Linked DNA regions of Zea mays: region 1 is linked to region 2. Evidence: chromatin contacts called from public Hi-C data. All regions are on one chromosome and are shown on one strand. Each heading gives the region's core, a stretch centred on a gene start, on an enhancer-like site or on the middle of the called end of the contact. The rest is flanking DNA. Distances are from core to core; before and after follow the strand shown.

Region 1 (2,903 bases), core at 222-2,721, 91 kb before region 2:
CGCGGGGTCGACGGCGACCTGCGCCCAGGTGACGCTGCGGACGATGGACTCCGCGCTGGGGCAGCTGCTCTGGTAGAAGTTGTAGGCCAGGCCCGGGTTGGACTCCAGCAGCCCCGCCCGCGCGCCGCTCAGCAAATGGCCCAGCTGCAGGGCCACGACGGCCACCCACCACGCCGCAATGCCGTTGCCTCCTCGCCACCGGCCTGTCTGCCCCCTCATCTCCGCTCCACCGGCCGACCGGCCTCCCTCTCCTCTTAGCGGATGAATGGATGGACGGCTGCAGGCTGCCTGTCTGTCTGTCTCAGGGAGTTAGGGTTAGCCGGTTAGGGTTAGGTGAATAGGAATAGGACAACCCAACAATGAGTCCCACTGCCTTTGGGCTTTTTTTTGCTTTGCTTCATGGGCCCAAAACACAACATGTGAAATTGTGAATTAATATTTCGGGTATCCAGTGGATACCCATGGGTAAAATATACTATCCGTACCCTACTCGACGTATTTCGGGTACCCGACCCGACATGATCTACGGGTGAGTTTTCTAACCCATATCCATGTCCATCGGGTACGAAACCCGTGGGTATCCATACCCACGGGTCCAATTGCCATCCCTAGGAGGGTATGTCCGCACAAGGTTAATGAATGTGGGGAAAAAATAAATCTAAACTGGGCTCCCGCAGCAAGGGATATTGTTGGGCTGCTAAGCTGAATGTTACACAGCTACGGGCAGCTGAACAGTGGGCCGGCGTGCAGCATGCCCATGGGCAGAAAACAGAGCAGAGCAGGCTGCACGTTTTAGGCGAACGGCATTTTTTCCGCTGCCAAGCCAGCCGCGCCATGTGTTCAACAAGTGAGCACAACAACAAAAAAAAAAAAAATCCTTAATTATCATAAACAAAGCCATGAAAAAAAATTCTGTGATAAAGTACCCTCAAAGTTTTTTTATAAAAATATTGGATATGCTTTGCGCTAATATTTTTGGTCTGGACCGCCTTTTCTTGAAACGAAACACGCGCGTACAAGACCACAAAAAGTATAAACAAGTTCTCCACTCTAGGTTTATTACCGCTACCGGTCGACACGTGCACCTCTTGCGCAACGCAAAGCATACATACGTACATGCTTTTAAAGCAAACTGTACGTGAGATCGATGTGCCATTGGAATTCGAACAAAGACGTACAAAAGGCCGATCGACACAATGCAAAATAAAGAGACGGGCAAGCCAACCCGCTTGCTTCCGGGACGCGACTCGCGCCTTTTTCTAGCTTGAGGGCTGATTTTTCCTAGCTTCTTCCTCGCTCACGCACGAACGCTGCTGTATCTCTCTCTCTATATATATATATTCCTTTACAGCAACCACAGTTTTGTTTATGCAACAAAGAAGGCCGGCCGGGAGAAGGACAGTGACGACGACTGATCACTACACTACACGCTGCAATATCTCTGCAGGTCGTCCGTCAGTGGACATGCATGCATCTCCGTACGTACCCTCACGTTTATTTGCTACGAGTACACCACAACCAGATCGAGCTCTCCAGTGCTAGCTGCAACTGAAAGCGCGCGTCCTTTTCATTCGGGCCTAATATTCGCGCGTGAGGGAGGCTCACAATCATTAACCCAGCTCAGTGGGAATAAACGTACGTACGTACGTCGTTGTTGCTGGTTCCTAGGCTCTAGCTAGCCTGAATTGTGCACATACATACATGCATGAGATGCTCTAGATTGTTTAGCTGTAGATTGGCCACTCGATTTCCCTGGAAGCATGGATACATATGCTTCTGATTTTTTTCTCTTTGTCGATGGTTCCACGTACGGGGCCCGGCCGGGGAAGAAGGGAAATTAAACTGTGCGTGTGTGTGCTTTCGCGCGCGAAAGCAGCAGCCCAACAACCAGTAGAGTGGAATCCAGCTCCGCCTGCATTCGAATCGATCGATCGATCGACGATCCCACATGGCTGGCTGTGGTGGCTAGCTAGTACGTGTAGTGTGTCTATCTAGTGGCGCGGGGCACCTCTCTCAATCCCCAGCATTGGTAGCTACCTATACTAATTAATTGGCTCCGAAAACGATATCCTCCTAGGAGGGGGTGGTGGAATGATTTGTCATTACCGGAGATTCCACTTTGGTCCGGCCCCTTTCTGATGTTGGCTGCTGTGATCCAAGGAGGCCAATGGTGGTGCAGGATTATATTGGATCATCTTGATTTTAAGCTTACTTATTTTCTTCTTCCTTCTACGATCCTGTGTGAATCTAGCTAGTACAGGGCGTGGGTGGCCGGGTGGTAGCACTTGTTCTCGTCGCTGCATAGGATGCATGCCTGCACGCTTCAGCCCATGCATGTAATAATAATGATTCTTCAGTGCTACAGCTTCGTGTGTGTATATATATTGGCTATTGGTAGCCCTGTGCTTCCAAATATATGGTGGAAGCCCCAGTCACCCCTGCACCACTCGACAGCGACACACATATATATACACGCACCTATGTCTGATCAGAGTGTAGCGAAACCGTCAAGATTATTCTAGCTTCAGTGCCTAAGTCTCGCCTTAGAAACAGCGACACACTTAAATAATCCGAATAAACGGTCAGACCGTCGGGTCTAGTCCGATCAAACCACTCATTAAGGATCGAATACCACTTGCTCACGTGAAGGTTAGACACATAGAAATACAATAAAGCATAAAATCACATATTAATGGAGTACTTGAGTTATTACATGAAACGGAGTTCAACAATAAGAAACATTGCTTCTAGTGCAGCGTATATCAACTAACGATGATAACTGGGGAGTAGGGCGAAGCCTGGCCCACTACTCCTCCTGGTCCTCTCTTGCTGAAGCAGCATCCACTCGATTGTCCAACCCCGGTGGCAGGGTGACCGACCAAGTCACACCATCAACCATTTCT
Region 2 (3,069 bases), core at 339-2,838:
ATCGTGCACCTGACAGCACAAACGAAATTGAGCATTGCAGACGCAGAGGAGGAGGAGGACTGGACAGCCATGGGCATGCATGGATTTTGTACCTGCTCTATCATGGGCAGGAACTGGCTGGCCGGCTGAAAGAGAACGCCGCCTCCTTTGGCCTGTGAGCCACACACATAGGACAGACAGAGCGAGATAAGTATCTTGGGGTGGCCGGAGAGGATGCAGGGACAAAGGTTGGAATGGATGGGTACCTTGGTGTGCCGGGACCCTTTGGCGGGGCCCTTGATGTCCATGCCGTGGCTGCCGGCGTAGTACAGCTCTGCCAGCTTCACGAATTCGAACACCTGCGACGACAGCAATCAGTGTTGAGCTTCATTCAGTGGCTGTGATCGACCATCGATAGTCGGTCCATGGCGCGCGCGCGCGCGTACCTTGTCGCGGCACCGCCCGCTCACGATCGCCGTCGGGAAGTGCTTGGCGACGCTCCGCACCGCCCGCCGCATCTGGCCGGGGGGGAAACAAAACGGCGTTGATCAGAGCCAGCCACAGGTGAATGGAGCAGGGAGGGGAGGGCGGGGACAGTACCGTGTCGGACATGTAGGCGGCGTCGGGGTCGTCGACGATGGGGGACAGCGTGCCGTCGTAGTCGAGGAACACGACGATCTGCTTCCCCTTGGACGCCGCTACCAGCTGGTCGAACATGGCCAGCGCCGACGGGTGTTTCACCTGCACGATCGGATTCGGATCCATCATCAGGGGGGACGCGCGACGATATCGGCACGGACAGCGATAATGCAGGGGGCGGACGCGGACGCACCATCCACGCGGCGTACCGCTCCTCTTCGACGCCCGCGGCGAGCGCGGCGGCCGCCTTGGCGTGGGTGGGCGAGGACGCGCGCATGGACTCCACCCAGCCGCCGATGCGCCCGGCGCCGGCGCCCATCTGCAGGCACTTCTTGCGCACGGCGACGCCCGGCGCGGCCCGCGGCGGCGGGTACTGGAACAGCGGCGCCGAGTTGGGCGGTACCGCCACGGCCGCTTCAGGCACCGGCACCACCATGCCCTGCTTCGTCATCGAGAGCTCTGCCTCTTGGTCAGGCAAGCCGCTACGCTACTTGATCTCGATGGAAGGAAATCCTTGGGTGGCAGGCAAGCAACAGCTAGTGGTGGCGAAGCGAGCGACTCTGTCTGTCCTCGGTGCTTGCAGCTGCAGGGCCTGGCCTGGGAGAGCAGAGCAGAGCAGAGCAGAGGTGGGAGAAGGTGCGAGGAGAACCGGAGGAGGAGGGTGTGTGTAGTGTAGAAGACGGGGAGAGGACGGCCGTTATTTATAGTTGGGGTTGGGGGGCGCCAAGCCTCCCTAGAGCACGACGCGAATCTGTAGACGTGGGGCCCGCGGCGGTGCCCGGTGCTGGGCCCCGGATCGGCGTGGGACCCGCCGCCACACCAAGGGACCGGGCCCGGCCGGCCTCTGGATCGCCGAGAGGCCCCGGGCTATGGGCTCTGGCTCCTTGGCACAACGACCACCACCAACCCGGCCTGTGCTCCAGGTCCCACCCCAGGTGGCCCGCACGAAGGAGAAGGAACATCCGTGGGCACTGTGGAGTATATTACCGCGACTGAACATATGTCGCCTTCACCGCCTGTTACGGACCTGCAGTCACGCGCTGAAGGCGATCAACCAGCCAGGGCCCAGGAGTTACCTTCCTCGGCCGCGCGCGCGCACGCTGGTTCAATTCAACGAATCGGGACGGCGGCCGGGGTGTTGCGCAGCTTAGCTTAGCTAGCGGCCGCGCGGGCCATCCGGTGGGCGACACCGCGAGCCCCGGCCCCCGGGGCGCGGACGCGTGTGCGCCGTGCCACCCCGCCCCACGCGGCCCCGCCCCTGCTCTCGTGACGACTGACGACGCCCCCTTCCCCTCCCCTCCCTCGTGGCGGCACTCCTGTGGGCGCGCGGACACGACACCCCGTGGCCGCTTCCGCTGGCACGCACGTCCGATCCCTCACTGCTGCTGGTCTGCCGCGCGCATCGCATGCTACCGATCCGCCACCCCCCCCCCCCCCCCCCCCCCCCCCTTCTTTCGCGTGTCCGCTCTCGCGTCGTGTGCCTGCCCTGCCTGCGTGATTCGATGCAGATCTCTGCAAGCCCGGCCGGCCCTTGTCTCCTAGCCTGTTTTCTTTCGTCCTCCGCGCGCAGGGGCTAGCTGCGCCGACGACCGGACCGGCCGTCCTCGTTGATTTGTTTGGTGCATGCCGCATGCGGCATCTGTGCTGCCCTGCCCGTGCCCGGCATATCGGCCCATGCATGCAGATGCAGTGCAGGCATTCAGAGCACAGACCGCGACAATGCCATCATGCATTGCATTGCTTTGCTTTGCTTTGCCTGCCTCCACGTACACCAACGGCCGGTCCCCGTGCTGCCTAGGGTGCCTCCTAGTACCTAGTAGCTACGGTTAGTAGCTAGGCTAGCAGTACATGCATGTCTTATGGTGACACTTGCAACAGCGACGGCACGACGGGCCGGGATCCTGTCCCTGTGCCGAGAGCCACGCGCTGTACGTACGTGCCACCGAAACGAGGGTGCCGACACCGCTGGTCGTCGGATCTGTCCCTGCAGCTCCTCTGTTCCTGTAGCTGGAGTAGCCTGCGACCAACTATTACCTGTCCATTCACCATTCGCACACAGGCCGTGTCGTGTCGATGCACCGGCAGCCGGGGGCTAACGACGGAATGCGCGCGGAGGGCGTACGTGCATGTGTGTGTGTATGCGACGACGTACGCCCGTGCACTGTCGCCGCCCAGTGACACGCATATAGCAGAGAGGCCGGGAGACCGGCCGACGGTCGATGAACATGGACAACGCAAACGAATGTACGGCTGCTGCTGGCAGGGATGACACGTACGTACGAAAGGCCAAGGCTTGGAGTTTGTATGCGACGGAGCGGTGCCATGCACGCACACGGTTTTGGTTGGCCAATGTGGACCATTTGTCGGCGACACGTAGCGTCCGTACATGACTTCTCCTTTTTTCCCGTATTCCTTTCGTATACGCGCTTTTTTTATTCCTAACAAGGTCGG

Evidence for each region. Hi-C and Micro-C count contacts between places; a contact is called where the count stands out from the background.
Region 1: a contact with region 2 is called in a Hi-C map of leaf, with 6 times the contacts expected there. The contact joins the enhancer-like site here to the promoter of LOC100275460 in region 2. A contact is called at or near these places in 12 of 25 Hi-C or Micro-C datasets (bundle sheath, ear, endosperm and 3 more) and 1 of 3 datasets of contacts at active chromatin or transcription factors (leaf).

What each region holds. Positions count from the first base shown.
Region 1 is chr1:222,765,314-222,768,216 of Zm-B73-REFERENCE-NAM-5.0, reverse strand. No RefSeq gene overlaps it. Among protein-coding and RNA genes, the nearest start is that of LOC100282913, 21 kb to the left of the region's middle. Within about 2 kb of position 1,471, at least 15 of the 20 cell types and tissues checked have an H3K27ac peak or open chromatin away from gene starts, as enhancers often do. A contact at or near this core is called in bundle sheath, ear, endosperm and 2 more, where this site is marked.
Region 2 is chr1:222,674,284-222,677,352 of Zm-B73-REFERENCE-NAM-5.0, reverse strand. It overlaps LOC100275460, which reads right to left and starts at 1,588. Exons shown (of 8, transcript XM_035964242.1): 1 at 812-1,588; 2 at 580-720; 3 at 426-497; 4 at 246-338; 5 at 93-152; 6 at 1-9. The coding sequence starts at 1,069.